3 separate regions of the Zea mays genome follow, and all the other regions are linked to region 1. Evidence: chromatin contacts called from public Hi-C data. All regions are on one chromosome and are shown on one strand. Each heading gives the region's core, a stretch centred on a gene start, on an enhancer-like site or on the middle of the called end of the contact. The rest is flanking DNA. Distances are from core to core; before and after follow the strand shown. Region 1 holds the start of LOC100500707 (anthranilic acid methyltransferase 1). Region 2 holds the start of LOC103637801. Region 3 holds the start of LOC103637799 (O-fucosyltransferase family protein).

Evidence for each region. Hi-C and Micro-C count contacts between places; a contact is called where the count stands out from the background.
Region 2: a Hi-C map of bundle sheath shows a contact between it and region 1, with 2.6 times the contacts expected there. The contact joins the promoter of LOC103637801 here to the promoter of LOC100500707 in region 1. A contact is called at or near these places in 2 of 25 Hi-C or Micro-C datasets (bundle sheath and leaf).
Region 3: a Hi-C map of leaf shows a contact between it and region 1, with 4 times the contacts expected there. The contact joins the promoter of LOC103637799 here to the promoter of LOC100500707 in region 1. A contact is called at or near these places in 2 of 25 Hi-C or Micro-C datasets (ear and leaf).

What each region holds. Positions count from the first base shown.
Region 1 is chr9:3,415,256-3,418,180 of Zm-B73-REFERENCE-NAM-5.0, forward strand. LOC100500707 (anthranilic acid methyltransferase 1) reads right to left here and starts at 1,526. Exons shown (of 4, transcript NM_001196309.2): 1 at 1,153-1,526; 2 at 613-1,044; 3 at 165-428; 4 at 1-75. The coding sequence starts at 1,233.
Region 2 is chr9:3,635,594-3,638,518 of Zm-B73-REFERENCE-NAM-5.0, forward strand. LOC103637801 reads right to left here and starts at 1,554. Exons shown (of 1, transcript XM_008660848.4): 1 at 777-1,554. The coding sequence starts at 1,257. The coding sequence ends at 1,015. It overlaps LOC100383435 (Protein NRT1/ PTR FAMILY 5.8), which reads left to right. Exons shown (of 3, transcript NM_001176085.1): 3 at 1-279. The coding sequence ends at 35.
Region 3 is chr9:3,566,559-3,569,483 of Zm-B73-REFERENCE-NAM-5.0, forward strand. It overlaps LOC103637799 (O-fucosyltransferase family protein), which reads right to left and starts at 1,359. Exons shown (of 10, transcript XM_008660846.4): 1 at 975-1,359; 2 at 136-225; 3 at 1-17. The coding sequence starts at 1,253.

The DNA of each region.
Region 1 (2,925 bases), core at 276-2,775:
CGCCTCCACTTCACCAACCGACGGTGAGTAGATCGGAAGATAGAATGACTCAAGTTTTTCTTTCTCCACAACACCCTGCAGGTCCAATTGTTTACTACAAATTAAAGTCATTACCTAATGGCTAGTAGAATGATTAAAGCAACAATAATCTATATTTAGTTTACCTCATCAACTAGGGATTTCAGTGACTGCGCAAGCAATCCGTAAAGATGGTTGGACTCTCCAGCGAACACATCCTCATGCTTCCTTCCAATAAATGTTAGAACCATTTGGCCACCAGACACGAGTTCCTCATAGCGTAGCCTGAGGAAGAGGGAGAAGTCCTTCTGAAACTGATGTTGAAACAACTTCACCATCGATGGTGACATAGTCTTTGTGATGTAGATATCTAGGCATGATTTTTGGGTGCCCTTCAATTGCTCTGGTGCCTGTATATGTATACATAGAGAGAGAAAAAAAAGACGGTCAAACAAAGAGCAACTATATATAGGTTTGTTTCAAATTAAAACACTCAAAAGCATGGATCGGACAAGCAACAGACAAGCTCTGACAGGTAAGACTTGTGAGTGGTGAACTGCATATCTCTTGCGGTACGGTTGTGGGAATGCATACCTGAGAGCGCCACTGAAGGCAGAACAGAGAGTGGAAAAGATGAACGCTTTCGCTAGGGAAGATCCTAGTGTAGTAGGAGCCCGGCAATCCGGAGATATAGCAAGGAGGCTGTAGTGCCTCAGTTGCTGCATCTCCCTTGTGTGTCGTCGATGACTTATTGAACTGCTCGATGAGCTGGAAGAGATTGTTGAAGTCGTTACCGGGCAGGTCATTCAGAAAGAACTGAAGCTGCGGCGGGTGGTCATGTCGTCGGTTGTGCTCCAGCTTGCAATGGTGAGCTATGATTCTAGTCACCTCAGTGACGAAGCGCAGTGTGTTAGGCCCGGATGAGCAGCCTAAGTCGGCCACAACCATGGTTTGTGGGAGGAGAGCTGTGCATACTGCTCTAGTGGCCTCCTCAAGGACCGACTTCATCTGAAACATAGCTTTCTCCTGTTGCCATGCATGCATCCAACAGAAACATTATATATGCAACAGAAGAAGCATGCAGCTGCATGCGTGCTGGAAACAAATAACGCTGAGAGAGTAATAATTACTTACTTGAATCCTAGAATTTTTTGTGTAGCTAGTTTCTCCGTTCCCTGTGGCCATGTGGAGATCACGCTCGATTCTCATCGGCATGGCTGCCTGCGAGTCGAGGCTTCAGCGGTGCGCCGGGGGGAGCCAAAGCTCAGCACATACAAGCTAAGCTAGCACAACAATTTTACAATCTTAAGCTGTGTGGACGATGGCTAAATTTATAGACAAATTTAATTTGCCATGTTCGTCTGCACAACGCGCTATGTATTGCACGTGAATCATCAGCTGCATGCCATATATGAACAGAGAGACATATTAATAATTAATTTTCCATATTATTATAGCACATATGTCAGGCTATGATTCGAGAGAGGTATGGAGCATCTGTGCATTTGAGAGCATGCATGCATGTGTCAATAATGGATCTAGCTCTTAATTCATATGTCTCACACAACGCAGATTTCGGCAAAGGGTGCTAGCACGTGGAACATACATACATTGGACCTTCCAGGAAGGGGTATTATCAGATTGGGTGACTTGAAAATGAGTGATGATGTCCTTATCCTCCACTTGCAAGAAGAATTACGTAAGGGTTGCTGGGCCACTGAAGCCGGATACGGTTGGGCCGCCTGGCGTCCATGCCTCTTTATTTTAGCAAAATAATATTTCGATTATTTATACATATATGTATTATACATTATATATACTTTATCTGTTCCAAATTAAAAAATTTAGATTAAAACCAGAACATAAATCATGACAATATCATATATATTCTAGTATAAGCATAGCTCGTATACTAGCTAGTTAGATTAACCAATATATATATGAACATAAATACTAGTGTAAGCATAGCTTATACACTAGTAAGGTTAAACAAAGCCACGATATTATTAGATCATAGGGTGTGTATCTTACCGGTGGTCATTGTTGTGGAGAAATAAAGTGCTCGGATCAGCTGACAGCGAATACGCATGGACATATAGCACCGCCTGACTCGAATTGTTGAAGACTACCCGCCGTGGAAGTGGAGAGCATTCACACCAAGAGTGTTTCACAAAACTCAATTAGTCTTCTCCCGATGCATGACAGTAAGGATGAGGAGACCTGTTTATCTGTAGCCATTTGGGTTGAAGATACTATGACGGCAGCGTCGTAGTGAGAAAAGGCAAAAAAAAAATATATCATAACTCAGTTAGATATATTTTAGAACTAGTTTAAGAACTCTATTTTTACAAGGGATTCATATTTTTCCAAGAAAAAAAATAAAATAAGTATAGAAAAAATTGGTAGGGCCTAAGATTAAATTGACAATACAGTATAAAACAAAAAAACTCAGATCTACTGGCAGATAGTATACGTTTCATTAGAACAGAACAGATCTGAACTAACTCAATAAAATTAACGCATAAAAAAAGAATCGACAATCTAACCATAGAACCGTCATCGCAATAAACTGAAAATGCAAATTTACTTAAACTGATTTCCAAATAAATAAAAGACAAAAATAAAATTGCCATTTAGAAGAGTCACGATGAGATCGCGGCGTCGGTGTAGCTACCTTTTAGCAAGCAAACAAAAAGTGTCATTGGAATGACGCCACTTTCTCTAATTTATTTATGCTGTCTCCCTGTGCCACATGCCACCTTTTTTACTATTGGGTGACTTGAAAATGAGTGATGATGTCCTTATCCTCCACTTGCAAGAAGAATTACGTAAGGGTTGCTGGGCCACTGAAGCCGGATACGGTTGGGCCGCCTGGCGTCCATGCCTCTTTATTTTAGCAAAATAATA
Region 2 (2,925 bases), core at 304-2,803, 220 kb after region 1:
AGTACTACAACGACAGATCTGCGTCAGGGAGGTAGGATCGACCCGAGTAATTAAGCTGGGGGTGGACGAGAGGATCTTCGATCTTGATTTTGCTTGACACCTTGAGTGAAAACTCATTACTTGTATTTTCAGGGCGATTCTAGCTAGAGATAGTTCGTCTGTGTAATGTTTTCAGAAAGACATGTAATTCAGGACTCTAGACGTAATGGTTGTGTTCCAACACTTGTACAAAGCTTGTCTTGTGATTTGATAGGCAAAAGATAATACTCTCTCCGATTCTTCGTTCTTTTTTATTTGTCGCCGTTCAGTTCAAAAATAACTAGTGAACGGCAAATATTCGAAAACTGAGGTAGTACATGCTTAGAAAAAAGAAATGTTAAATACCTTCTTTCACATTTTAAATATGAAACCATGTTGCATGTGCATTGAATAATATCCGCATGTTGCATGTAGACATACATGGTCAAACATTAATTTGTAGGTTTTAGGTCATTCTGTCTTTGTGTGCGTGATTTTAGAGAAAGCTCTCACGTATAGGGAGTTAGGGACTCACCCTTGAGGCCACCACGAAAGTCCATGATGATCGAATGCGTAGGAGCAGCCATTAAATTTTAGCTTTAGAGATTTGAAACAACCGGCCTAACATGATATTTAAAACTTAATTAACCTCGAAACAAATTATTAATTTATTAGCCTACTGAAGGTATACCAACACGAGGCACGAAAAGTGGTGGTTTCATGAAGGTATCGCCCTCCGTCTACGTCTAGATGAAAAATACGAGCAGGAACATACAAGTTTATAAATATCCTTTTATATATATCGAAGTGACCAATTCAGTATCAAGGAGACATATCAGGTACGATGAAACTACTCTACAACTGCAACCAGCACCGAGATCAGATCACAACCTATACGCAGTATACTATTCGTACCAACAGCAAGAACCGAGAAAAAATTTAGAAAATTCTGCTGTCTGCCAAGCAACAGCACTGACGTGACGAGGACAGGAGGGGTCAGTACCCAGGGACCTCGGAGCCCTGCTGCTTCTTGTTGCCGCCGCCGTTCTTCCGCTGGCACTTGTCCTTGATCCACTGGAACCCCTGCGACGTGCCCTCTTTCACCTTCCTCATGCCGGTGGCCGCGGCCGCCTTGGTCTTCTCCCCCACGCCGCCGTCGCGCGGCGCCCTCGGGCTCGGGTCGCCGCCGTAGTCCCACTGGTCCGCCCACGACGTCCCGAACGAGTTGTTCCGCTGCATGTCTGCCGCTGAGAACTGAGAAGGAGTTGCGCGGTGCTTCACCCCCCAAAAAAAATCTCTGCCTCGGGAATGAACTATGAAGGAGCCGGCGGTGAATGAACTCTGTGCCTGCTCTGTCTCGTGGTCTCTGGCCGGCTCCGGGAGTTTTTAAAGGCGCAGCGCGCTGCGCGAAGAAACGCGTCGCCGTCGGTGACAGCTGAGGCGAGGTAATCTAGAGGTGGCGACCGAAAGGGAAGGGATCGATTCGGAAATGAAATCGTCCATGGCCTCACGCATGATGCGTTCGTTATACACGCCGCGACGCGGTTCTAGAAGCGTGTCGCCGCGACTTTGGAGCTGGAGGTGAGTAGGTGACCAAGCGACGGCGGCGCTCGGCACGGGCATGGAAGCTTCCTGCCGCTGTGGCACCGACGCGTGGGGTCAGACAGGGACGACGGCCCACGTGTCAGTGACTCTCCATGAGGATGCGAGAGGTGAAAGGAGGAGACCAGTTGGCTTTTTTTTTTTGACAGGAAGGGGAATTACCCCTGTTTCATTAGAAAATAGGAAACATATACGGTAACATATCCTGTATTCATTGAGCTCTTGTGCTTATATGAGTACTTTAAATCTAGTGTCTTCATTTTTCATTCAAGTGTGAATAGATATTTCCTAATTTCTTCTGTGCCGCCCTTTTTGCGCCACGCCGTCTATCTCTTTTGTGTGCCACTGCCACTGGATGAGAAATGAATGTACCAGATTTAAAGTGTTCATATGAGCACAAAAGCTCCATGATCACAGGATACGTTTACAGTACGGTTTACATGGGGAAGTTTTAATTAAGAAGCTATAGTCTTCAACGCCCTAGCAGGTAGACATCAACTAACCAGACTTACTAAAGAACGAAATCCCTAGGGTTTTTATTGAGCTCGACTTAGCGAAACTCAGGATCGAGAAGAACTTAGACCATAGAGAAACAAGCACAGCGACGTATTACAATCCAGAAGCCCGGTGACTCAACGAAAGCCACTAAACCGCCACCTCACAACGTTAAGCCAGAGATATGTAAGACTTTTTTCATCCCGTGATCCTTCTCGACATAGGCGCCCATCCATTCGCGTGCGCAAAGAACTTATTTATCGTCCTTCGAATTCGCACACTCCCTTCCAACAACATCTTTTTTGTTGTCTCACTCTGCAAAACAGACCAAGAATCGAGCCAAAAGCAGCAACTAAAGATTACTTCAATAGGATCAAAAACCAACAAGCCATTAAAACAAGCATTATTCCTTATTCTCCAGATAGCCCAAAAAACTGCCCCACAGCCCACCATCACCAGATTGCGAACTGACTTATTAAAAGACAGAATCCAGTCACCGTATAAGTGCGGAGCATTAGCAAGAGTATAGGGCAGATTAAAGGCGACCTGGACAATTCTCCAAATAAATTTCGCTACAGAACATTTAAACAAAAGATGCTTAGAGGATTCACTAATTCCGCAGAAATTGCAATCGGGCGCACCCACCCAACCTCTTTTTAAGAGATTTACTTTGGTCAAAATACGATCCTTCAACAGCAACTAAAAGAAAAATTTTATTTTTTGAGGCAGTTTGATTTTCCAAAGAAATTTATATGGGGCTTTCACCGTATCATTTTTGATACTAGAGTATAATGATTTGACGGAGAACTC
Region 3 (2,925 bases), core at 109-2,608, 150 kb after region 1:
TCAGGCCTGGTTTCTGCCTAGGTAATTAGCATTACACATTGTCATTACAAATGACATATTCAATGTGCATGTATGTGCAATATATGCCCAGTTCAGAATATGTAAAGAGCATGTAGCTGCATTTATGAATGTTACCTCTGCCAAAGCATGGCTTGCCAAAGCGAGCAACTGGGTGAGCATAACCGTATGTGCCCTCTTCCCCTTAGCAGCACGAGCCACCTCTTCCTTAAAACATCTCAGTAATAAAAACCATGCATTAGAAAGAATGTACATAAACACCAAAAGTTGACCATTGATTTACCATACAGTATATTATCAGTTACTATAAAACCCGGATCGTACTAAAAGACAGGTGAAGTATGAAACTATTGATGCATCTGCCCCAAACATGCCAATGTTTTGACAGATAGAAGGTCAAAATAATATTTAAGTCTGTTTTATTCTGATACAGTAAGGGCAGGTGAGAGTTATCTCACTAAGCAAGTATCTCTGTATTCGCAAAGAGAAGACTTGTCTTGGTTTATCCTTCCACAGACCCCACCTATATAGAGCTTCCGACACTGGTTCAATCCTTTCTATTCCCCAACAGTTTGAAATAGAGTGGGTGTGTGTGGCTTTAGGTGCAAGATAACATAATAATGTCATGCCATGAAGACTGTTACTGGAGACTTAGCCTGAATTAAAAGCTAGATGTAGAATTACACAATTGCAACTGAACAATTTAGCAGTATTTTTACATTAACACAGCTTAAAAACATTCCTGATCTCCCCCAAAGCAAATTAACTTACAGACCAAGGGAGATTGAGAAGTGGAAGTAAGAAACGCCACAACCACACTTGGCTAAGCTAACCCTTTGAAATCTACGGAGTCATCACCCTATATCAATCGCTCCAGCAAACTAGTCACATCAACCTCACGGATGATAGCTACTAGACACTCATCAGTCAGTAAAGGAGGCCAACCGCGGCATTACCAGAGTCAAGAGCGACGAATTGGCAGTGGCGGACGCGCGGGGCGCATGGCGCCTCAGCCGAAAGTGCGGGCGCGCCGAGGGGTCCTGAAGTCGAGAGAACATCCACCAGTTCATGATGAAGAAGAAGGCCACGAGGGCGCCCCAGACCAGCAACCCGCGCGGGCGCCGCCACCCCCTCCGCTGCTGCCGCCGCCTCGCCCGCGGCAGCGCAGCAGACGCCGGGGAGCTCGCCACCGCCAACAGCGGCGGTAGCGGCGGGGGTGCTGCCACCTCGGGCATTCCGGCGCTGGATTAGGATCACGACACGCGGCGTTCGTTGGGCAGCGAGCAGAGGAGCACGAGACGCGGGGTGGCTGTGGCTCGTCCTTGTCACTCGTCAGATCCTGCGATCGCCGTAGGATTACTTTAAGCTGCAGTTTGATGGAGAGCTTTTTTGTTACTAGAACATAAGGCGCCCTTCGGGCGCCCTACAATTTTACGAAATACTCCTGCACCATTACTTGGCTAATATGTATTACAAAGTTAAGGCTTAGATGCGTTCTTTCAACAATCACATCTTTGTCTCCACTGGTATTTGGATGAGAAACAACTGAGGTGTTACCTAATTTTATGACAGTTGATGTGAGTCTCAACGAGTACTTAAATTTTGGATACCTTCGGGCACTGACTGATAATCAGCTGCTTTGTTGCTCGTGAAGATGATGAACATGGCAGTGACTCCAGGGGGAACATATCCCTGCAACTGCAAGTGCCACAGTCGACACAGGATTGAAGCTTTGCTAACCTTTTCCTGTAACAGTTATCAATGTAGTTGTCATACTCAACATTGCAAAGGGCGCAATAGAATTTCCAGTGCAGTGATAATTAATACAAAGTTGAACATAATTACCTCATCAACTTTTGATCTAAGAGAAAGATATTTGGCAGCAATGATGTGCCAACAACGGTCACAACGATAGCTGTCAAGATGCTCCACCACAGCGAAGTACTTTAGGCAATCCACCAAGCTACACTCACTGGTCTAGTGTCATGACATACGATAAATGTAACAAACAAAAATACCATTAATGAGCATAAAATGGACAGCGAATGAATAATTTTTTTAAAAAAACTTGAATCATCCAGCGAAATTTAGGAAGGCGTATTGCATAACAATGAGATATGTCAAGGAATGTCCTTCAACTTTTGGGTGCGTAATCTTTATTTTAACATCAACATTTATTCTTGTTACATTTTTAGTAATTGGTTTTATATTTTTAGACCGATTTACATAAGTACATAATATATAATAATAGTAGTCTGTATAAATCAATATACAAAATTGTAGTACATATACACTGTACGAAATATAAAAGTAGCTATTGCTACGGGTCATCAGAACAAGGATTCCTGCATCCTGCTAAACTGAATAAGTATCTGTTTAGCACAGCTTCACTAACAGTTTCATGACCTTTTTTTGCCAAACGCTTGTTTTTTTTCTTCAAAACAGCTTCATCGGTGAAGTTATTTTTTATGCTCAGCTGGGAAAAGTAGCTTTTCATGGTTTTCTCCCTTATTTTTCTCTAAGCTGTTGGTAAAGCTGTTTTGCGAAACACTTCTTGCAAAACAGCTTAGCTTCACCTAGAAAGTTGCTAGAAATTTGACTACTGAAGGTAAGCTGTGCCAAACTGGGGCTAAATCCTGGAATAATCAAACCAATTAATCAAATACTACTACTACCTACGTACCACCAGAACAATTGAAGTAACAGCTAGTTAAGATGGTTCGCTTAATGGCCAGTGTGATGTAGTTAAAGCGTCAGCTACTTTTACATCTTTCAGCCTGTCAACTGGCCAGTCCCTGTCATGAGCATTTGATATGAGATGGATTCGCATGTTTACCGAAGTACATATAACACATATGGATGGACTTGCCTGAAAGCACCACCTGATGCAGTTAGAATAATGCGACG